Linked DNA regions of Sus scrofa: region 1 is linked to region 2. The links are chromatin contacts, called in public HiChIP or PLAC-seq maps. All regions are on one chromosome and are shown on one strand. Each heading gives the region's core, a stretch centred on a gene start, on an enhancer-like site or on the middle of the called end of the contact. The rest is flanking DNA. Distances are from core to core; before and after follow the strand shown.

Evidence for each region. HiChIP or PLAC-seq counts read pairs in DNA pulled down with a chosen protein or histone mark.
Region 1: an H3K27ac HiChIP or PLAC-seq map of skeletal muscle shows a contact between it and region 2. The contact joins two enhancer-like sites. A contact is called at or near these places in 2 of 5 promoter capture datasets (fetal liver and liver), 17 of 47 Hi-C or Micro-C datasets (alveolar macrophages, blood, embryonic fibroblasts and 10 more) and 1 of 2 datasets of contacts at active chromatin or transcription factors (skeletal muscle).

The regions. Positions count from the first base shown.
Region 1 is chrX:90,514,541-90,518,601 of Sscrofa11.1, forward strand. The region is part of intron 2 of LOC110257717 (a long non-coding RNA gene); the gene reads right to left. Among named protein-coding and RNA genes, the nearest start is that of RTL9, 37 kb to the right of the region's middle. Within about 2 kb of position 1,956, at least 7 of the 83 cell types and tissues checked have an H3K27ac peak or open chromatin away from gene starts, as enhancers often do. A contact at or near this core is called in skeletal muscle, where this site is marked.
Region 2 is chrX:90,283,358-90,287,091 of Sscrofa11.1, forward strand. TMEM164 (transmembrane protein 164) reads left to right here. Exons shown (of 6, transcript XM_021080004.1): 5 at 106-206; 6 at 1,871-3,734. The coding sequence ends at 2,077. Among named protein-coding and RNA genes, the nearest start is that of MIR652, 120 kb to the left of the region's middle. Within about 2 kb of position 2,429, at least 6 of the 83 cell types and tissues checked have an H3K27ac peak or open chromatin away from gene starts, as enhancers often do. A contact at or near this core is called in skeletal muscle, where this site is marked.

The DNA of each region.
Region 1 (4,061 bases), core at 706-3,205, 230 kb after region 2:
GTTCACTGGATCCCAAACCCGCCTGCACATGGAATCACTGGGTGTTTTTTTGTTGTTGGTGGTGTTTTTTTTTGTTGTTGTTTTTGTTTTTTCTTTTTTTTTTTGCCATTTCTTGGGCTGCTCCCGTGGCATACGGAGGTTCCTGGGCTAGGGGTTGAATTGGAGCTGTAGCCACCGGCCTACGCCAGAGCCACAGCAACGTGGGATCTGAGCTGCGTCTGCAACCTACACCACAGCTCCCGGCAATGCCGGATCCTTAACCCACTGAGCAAGGCCAGGGATCGAACCTGAAACCTCATGGTTCCTATTCAGATTCGTTAACCACAGCCACAGGAACTCCTGGGTGTTTTGTTGAAATACAGATACAGCGGCCCCTAACGCTTAGTCTGATTCAGTAAGTCAGAACTGGAGCTTAGAATCTATTAATCAGTATCACTGATTTTTTTTTCTTTTTCTTTTTCTTTTTTTTTTTTTTGGCCACCCCACGGCTTGTGGAGTTCCCAGGCCAGGAATCAGATCCGAGCCACATTTGTGACCCACGCTGCAGCTGCGGCAATGCTGGCTCTTTTAACCCACTGTGCTGGGCTGGGGATCGAACCTGCCTCCTGGCACTGCAGAGACGCTGCTGATCTTGTTGTGCCACAGTGGGAACTCCACCACTGGTGATTTGTGATGAGGAGCTGGGTTAGGGAATCCACCCAGACTGACCTTTCTCATTTTACCAGAAGCTGCCCGAGTCCCTGAGCAGGGCAGTGACTTGCCCCAGGTCACACAGCCAGCCATGGCAGAGCTGGAGCTGGAACTCAGGTCTCTTCCCATCGTGTTGGTGGTGGGACTATCTGACATTGGGACTGGCTGGAGAGATGGCTGGTGTGGGAAGAATGACCCTAAATCTCCGCAGTGTGTAGGTAGGGGGTCGGGGGACAGAGGGGAGGCTACGAGCTTGTTTTACCTTATTACAAACAGTAATTTTACTCGAGGTTTAGGAGAGAAGCCACAAAATACCCGCCGAGGTTAGCAGGATGCTAAGATCCTGCAGATAGGTTCGGCTGTGTCTATCCATGGAAAGCCAAGCAAAATAATGGAGACAATTATCCACCAATTTTGTTCGAACACTTTGACCGAAAATCTCCCGGTAACTGAAGGAAAATATGAGCTTTTTTTCTTTCTTTCTTTCTTTCTTTTTTTTTTTTTTTTGGTCTTTTTACCATTTCTTGGGCTGCTCCCGTGGCATATGGAGGTTCCCAGGCCAGGGGTCGAATCAGAGCTGTAGCCGCCAGCCTCCACCAGAGCCACAGCAACGCAGGATCTGAGCCGCATCTGCAACCTACACCACAGCTCATGGCAACGCCGGATCGTTAACCCACTGAGCAAGGGCAGGGATCGAACCCACAACCTCATGGTTCCTAGTCGGATTCGTTAACCACTGCGCCTGACGGGAACTCCTCTTTTTTTTTTTTTTAATGTCACCTGAATGTTCTAACTCTCACTTCATTTTTCTTTTTTCCCCTGAGACCGGTGCTGCACGCCTGTCTCCTAGGGGGAGGAGGTGGGGGAGGGGGTGTCTGCAGCCCCGGGAAACGTGCACAGAGATGAGAGAGTCTGCAGAGAAGACACCACGTGGGATGGAGTGCGAGGCACTGGAGGTGGTGCAAACCCTTGTCCTTTCAAGATAACCTCTGGATTCTAGACTTGTTCTAGCTGAGACCTCAGAAAGGCCCTGAAAGCTCCAAACCGCCAGCTTATAGCTTCCGCCTAATTCGAGGCAGCCCCCTTGGAAGGTTCCCCGGGGCCGGCAGCTGCTCCGTCAGCCACTGAATGAAAACAACGCCAGATTTCTTTATTTAGAGTAGACACTTCCTATTTTGATTCCTACACGGCAGAGCTGTCTGCCCTCTGCGCCCAGCCCCTGGCAGACAAAGCTGCTTCGATGTAAAGTAGCTCAGCACAGATCAGCAGGTGGTGGCCTATTTATAGGCAGTGGAGCTGCCCTGGGCCGCTGCACTCCTGTCTCTGAGCGAGAGGTCAGGAGGCTCCCCGGAATGGGAAAGTGGCACTGTGACCGCAGACAACAACTTTTGGCGCAGGTCAGCGACCCTTGGGACCTTACATTTCTGCCTAGTTCTGCCACCCCTCATTTGCTCTGTGACCCTGAGCAAGGCTCTTCCTGTCTGTGAGCCTCGCTTCACCATCTCTGGGGAGAAGGACACACCGTTTAATCCATGGTGCCATTTACTGTGACAACGGCCCTGCCACCGGAAAAAATACAGCTGAGTCTCTACCTCACTCCTTATTCCCAGTGAGGGCTCAGCTTAGTCAGAAGTTTCGATTGTTAAAGAGAAACCATTGAAAGATGGGAAGCAAGCATAGGAGAATGTTTTTTAAAACACTGCGAGGCAAGCGGAAAAAGAAAAAAAAAAAAAACCACCTTAGGAACTGTAAAGAAAAAGAACGATAGATTTGATCGTGAAAAAAAATTGAACACCTTTGCCTGGGCAAAAGATGTCTCATGCAAAGTTGAAAGACAAAGGACAAACCAGGATAAAGGCAAAGGCAGACAGATATTATTATTCATACTATTGCAAGAGCCCCATTATAGGAAGTGCACTATTTTCTTTACAGCACTCACCATGAGCAGCAGTTACATTATTTAGTGATTTGCATCGTATCTGTTTCCTCTACCTACATGGCTGCTTCATGAAAGCTAAGGCTTTGCTTATTCACCACTGTGTTCCTAGTCCCAGGGCAGGGTCTGACACACAGTAGGTGCTCAATAAATACTTGTCGAAAGAATGAATGAGGGAGCTTCTGTAGATCAGTGACAACATGATGAGAAAAATTGTCAAAGAGTAATGAACAGGCATTTCACAGAGAAGACGCGAAGGGTTTATGCCATATAAAAAAATGTTCACAGGAGTTCCTGGTGACTTAATGGGTTAAGGATCTGGGATTATCACTGCTGTGGCACAGGTTCAATCCCTCGCCTGGAAATTTTTGCATGCCGTGGGTGCAGCCAGAAAAAAAAAAAAAAAAAGAACAAAAAGGGTTCATAGCCTCAGGAATGATTAAGTAAAAATAATGCAAATTAAAACAGCATTGAGATGGTAGAAATGTCATTTTTCACCTCACAGCCTGGCAGAAACTTAAAAGGTTGCTAAACCCCAGTACTCGTGAGGATATGGTGAATCAGGCACATGGATGTGCTCTCAGTGCTTGTCTGAAGGAGCACAACTTCTAGACAGCAACTTGAAATATTATTTGACCCAGCAAGTCTTCTTTCGGGAGTTTACCATTTTTCAAATGCTCTTATAAGGATCTTCATTTAATGATTCTTTTTTTTTTTTTTTTGTCTTTTTGCTATTTCTTTGTGCTGCTCCCGCGGCATATGGAGGTTCCCAGGCTAGGGGTCTAATCGGAGCTGCAGCCACTGGCCTACGCCAGAGCCACACAACGCAGGATCCGAGCCGCGTCTGCAACCTACACCACAGCTCACGGCAACGCCAGATCCTTAACCCACTGAGCAAGGCCAGGGACCGAACCCACAACCTCATGGTTCCTAGTCGGATTCGTTAACCCCTGCGCCACGACGGGAACTCCCTAATGATTCATTTAAACAAATATATTCCTTTAATATATTTGTAAACAGAAAAAAATTGGAAATAACCTAAATGACATCAGTGGAGGATGGGCATCATAAGCTGTAATTTATAAATAATGTACAGCACATCCAAATAAGGGCACATTAAGCGACACTGCTAATGATTAAGAATTTGGGCTCTACGGTCAGACCACCGAGGTCTGACTTCCTCCTCTCACCCTTATGAGCTGTGTGACTTGGTCCACGTTTCTAAACCTCTCTGTGTCCCCATCTTTGTCATCTGTAAAATGGAAAAATAATACCTCCTTCATAAAGTCGTGAAGGGTAAATGAGTTAATCCCTACGGCATATCAACTAGACAGTACTGGCATAGAGCGTTCAATAACTGCCACCCGTTACTGTCCCCACGAATACTGTGATGATGACAGTGACAAGGTAGCCACAAGTAAGGATGAGCTAGATC
Region 2 (3,734 bases), core at 1,179-3,678:
ATGAGCAGATGGCGGCCGTGGCCTCAGCACCTGTGCCCTCACGGGGTGAGGGAGGAGAAGTGAGTCCCCAGCTCTGTTGTCTGACCATCTGCCCTCTTCCTCCAGGTGCCTACACCCCGGAGCCCCTCAGCAGTTTCCGGTGGGCCCTTCTCTCGACTGGCCTCATGTTCTTTTATCACTTCAGCGTCTTGCAGATCCTGGGCCTGGTAAGTTCGGTTCTGTCCCCTTCTATCCCCTCTGTTTGGATTTCTTCATAAATCTTGATAATCCTGGTTGGCGCTGGTGTATCGTTCTGTTTTGAAAATATAAGATGCCAAAGGCCAGGCTGTCGCATGGTTGTGTCTGGGTTGCTGATTTATGATCCACAGCCTGGGCCTCTCCAGAGAGTTTTCTGAATCCTTCAGTAATGCCTGTTTCTTTCATCCCTGGAGAGGCAAGGAGGCCCTTCGCTCATGGCCATTTGGGTCAGAAAGAGTGAGCTGCTCTGGAAAGTGGTTTGCCGTGGACGTGACGCCACGCCACGGGGAGGCTGGACCCTGGCCCTGGGCCTGGCTTCTGACCTCGGGTCCATTACGGGTCTCCTACCGGGCTCCGAGCTGTGTGGCCAGTGGAAGCGTGGTATCGGGGCATCCCCATGGCATTCTGGGGTGTGCAGACCCGCCTGGAGTGTGGATGGTGGCCAGACTCAGTAGCTGAGTTTTCCGGAGCCCGCGGTTGCCGAGTGCGTGGGTGTCTCTCTTGGCGGCGAAGTGAGTGGCAAGGGCTTGGGGCTGGGGTTGGGAGACCCAGGCTCAAGTCCCGGCTTTGCCACCGCTCTGGGTGAGTTGGGCAGCGCCCTGTCCACCCGTCTGTGACACAGTCCAAAACGCCACCACCTCTCTGAGCCGGGGTGAGGACTTGTCGTTAATGTGACGGGCCGCCGGGCTTTGGAAAGGGCCGGGGCTGTCCTCGGGACAGGGGTGGCACGTCTGGCTTTGTGCGCGCGCGGCATTAATGTAGCATTAGCCGTGTGGAGCCTCGTGGGCCCCGGCCGGCCTAGGGCACGTTACTGATGTCACCAGCACTTTCGTAGAAGCAGTCATTTTCTCTTACCCTCCCTGGCGCGTTGCTCTGCTCGGGTTGGCTTCGGGGGTGGTTTGGGCGCCTTGCCACTGGCATGAAGGCTCCCTGTGCTCGGGGAGGAAGTGCGGTGACCTTCAGGCCCATACCTTTCCACCTGCTCTCCGCTGGGACTGCTGGATTCCAGGGGAGTCAGCGTCCTCATGTCACCACGCATTCCGTGCTCGGTCTCACCTCCGGGCCTGGCTCCGGTCACGCCTCCTACAAGGAAGGCTCTGTTCACACCATTCCTCGCCATGACCCCCATCCATCCTTCATGAGTCCATTCAGGTGTCACTTCCCATGAACTCTTCTCTGAGGATCCGGCCCCCATTCTGTGCCCGCCTCCGACGTCACGGTTTGAGGTCCACTGTGGTAGGCCGATCACCCCAACTTGCTTGGTTGCTAGTTAGCTGGAGGCAGGGACCATGCCGCTGACGGACCGCTCTTCACCCCGAGACAGCCCCCCGGGTCGAGGCACCTGGGGAAGGCTTAGGACTGGCAACGGGCTCTGGGCCCAAGCAGAAGGCAAGACTGAGCAGGCCCACCCGGCTCTTCCCCTGGACGGCCTCCCCTAAGACCTCCAGAGGGCTCTAGCCTCTCCAGCCTTGACCCCCTCAGGAACCCTAGGGGAGAAAGACCCTGCTATGAACAGGTGGGGATTTGTCAATCCCTCCTTGTCTAGCCCCCTAGGTAGACCCGGCTGAACTGGCAGAAGCCAGAGAAAGCCTAAGGACGGCGAACGCTCACTCTGCCTCCCTTGTCCCTGCAGGTCACCGAAGTGAATTTGAACAACATGCTGTGTCCGGCCATCTCAGACCCATTCTACGGCCCCTGGTACCGCATCTGGGCCTCGGGACACCAGACTCTCATGACCATGACCCACGGGAAGCTGGTTATCCTGTTCTCATACATGGCTGGGCCCTTGTGTAAATATCTGCTGGATTTGCTCCGGCTTCCAGCCAAGAAAATAGACTGAAGGTGCTTGCGGGGTTTTTATTTTTGTTTTTTTCTTTTGTTTTGGGGTGGTTTGGTTTTTTTTTTTTTTCTTTTTTCTTTTTTTCTTCTCCCCCTGAGGAAACAAGTCCTGACTTGACTTGGAGGACACCCAGTTCTTGATGAAATCATGGGAGAGGGCAGTAGGGTGTTTGGTGTATTTCTCTTCCCCCCCCACCCCCGTCCCTTTCTTCCAGCACTTTTTCCTTCACCAGCTCTTCCCCCAGGACGGAGGCTCCGAGAGCCTGGCGGGGGTGGTAGTGCTGAGGGCCGGACCTTTCCTCCTCCCCTCTGGCGCTCTCTCCCTGCTTCTAGTGGCCTTACATGGGGAGACGGTAGTCAGTGGCTGTCACTCTGCTTGTTGGTGCTTTAACAACAGCTGGTTGAGGAGAAAGGGAACAACAAGCAGCAGGAGTTGTTTGGGCGTCGAAGCAATGCGATTGGGTTGTGTTTCATTTCTCCACTGCCAGGGACCTCCAGCCTTCGGCCGGGGGTCCCCTTCTGCCTCCAGCACAGCCCCCGCCGTGAGGGGACTGAGGCCTTGTTTCTATACCAGCGGCAAGCCCAGAGCCAAGGGATTTCCCAGCTCGTGGCCAAAATAGAACTGGCCAGATTCTTCCCACTAGTGTCCCATGACTCAAAGCAAGCAGCCAACCAGCCACTCCCTCCAGGATACTGCCAGCCGTGGGAGGTGGGGGCGCTACCCAGCCCAGGGGCTAGATCCTACTGAGCCCTGTTGCAGTGGCAAATCCAAAGTGAACAAGGTTGAAATGCCCACTGGCTCATACTAGGCAAGACCTTGGGTAAATTCTGCCTGAGAGCTGAGAGGTGACCCACATCCCAATCAGAAGTGAGCACAGCAGTTAATCAACAGAAGTGGTAACTCGAGAAACCTATGATGTGAATCATGCTTGCGTTCAGTTTAATGTTGATAATAGATGGTGTTTTCATTGTGAGTGCCCCTTAAATGTCTCTCTTTCTCTTTTCAAAAGGCAGCTTCAGGGCAGGATGAGCTAGAGTTGGGTTTGTTTTTTGTTTTTGTTTTTGTTTTGGCTTTTTGGGTTGTGTTTGCTTGTTCCTTTGTTTTTTTGTTGTTTTGTTTTGTTTTGTTTTTGTTTTTGATGTGTGCATTTGGAGAAGCCCTGCATTAGGGCCTGTCTCTGGAGGGACTCCTGTCGGCCCACTCGGTGGTTTGACAGGCTCTGTCAGCATCCAGGGTTTGGAAGATACAGATCCTGCAGCCTCGTTTGCATAGGGCCAGATGTCAGTCACTGTGCCAAAAGGCAGAGCGGAATTGCTTAGGGCGGGAGGCATCGCAGGCTGTGCACCCTGCCCACCCCCAAAGTCCATGTCTAGGTTGAAAGGGCCGCACCAAGGAATCAGGTCCACATGGGTGGAGGAGGTTCAAGAGCTCTGAGAGGAAGTCATTGTGTTGCAAGACAGCTTCAGTCCTACCTGGCCCTCAAGAAGGGAGGCCGTGGCTGGGTGTCTGCTGACTCTTCCGTGGCTCTTCTGAGAGTAGATTTCTTAAGCATGGAAAAGGTCATTCCCCTGACCTCCTGATGGGCCTCCCTCCCCTCTCCCAGTCCAGGCAAGCCAGTTGTCCCCGGGTCTCTTTGGTATTTCAGGTGTTGCCTGTG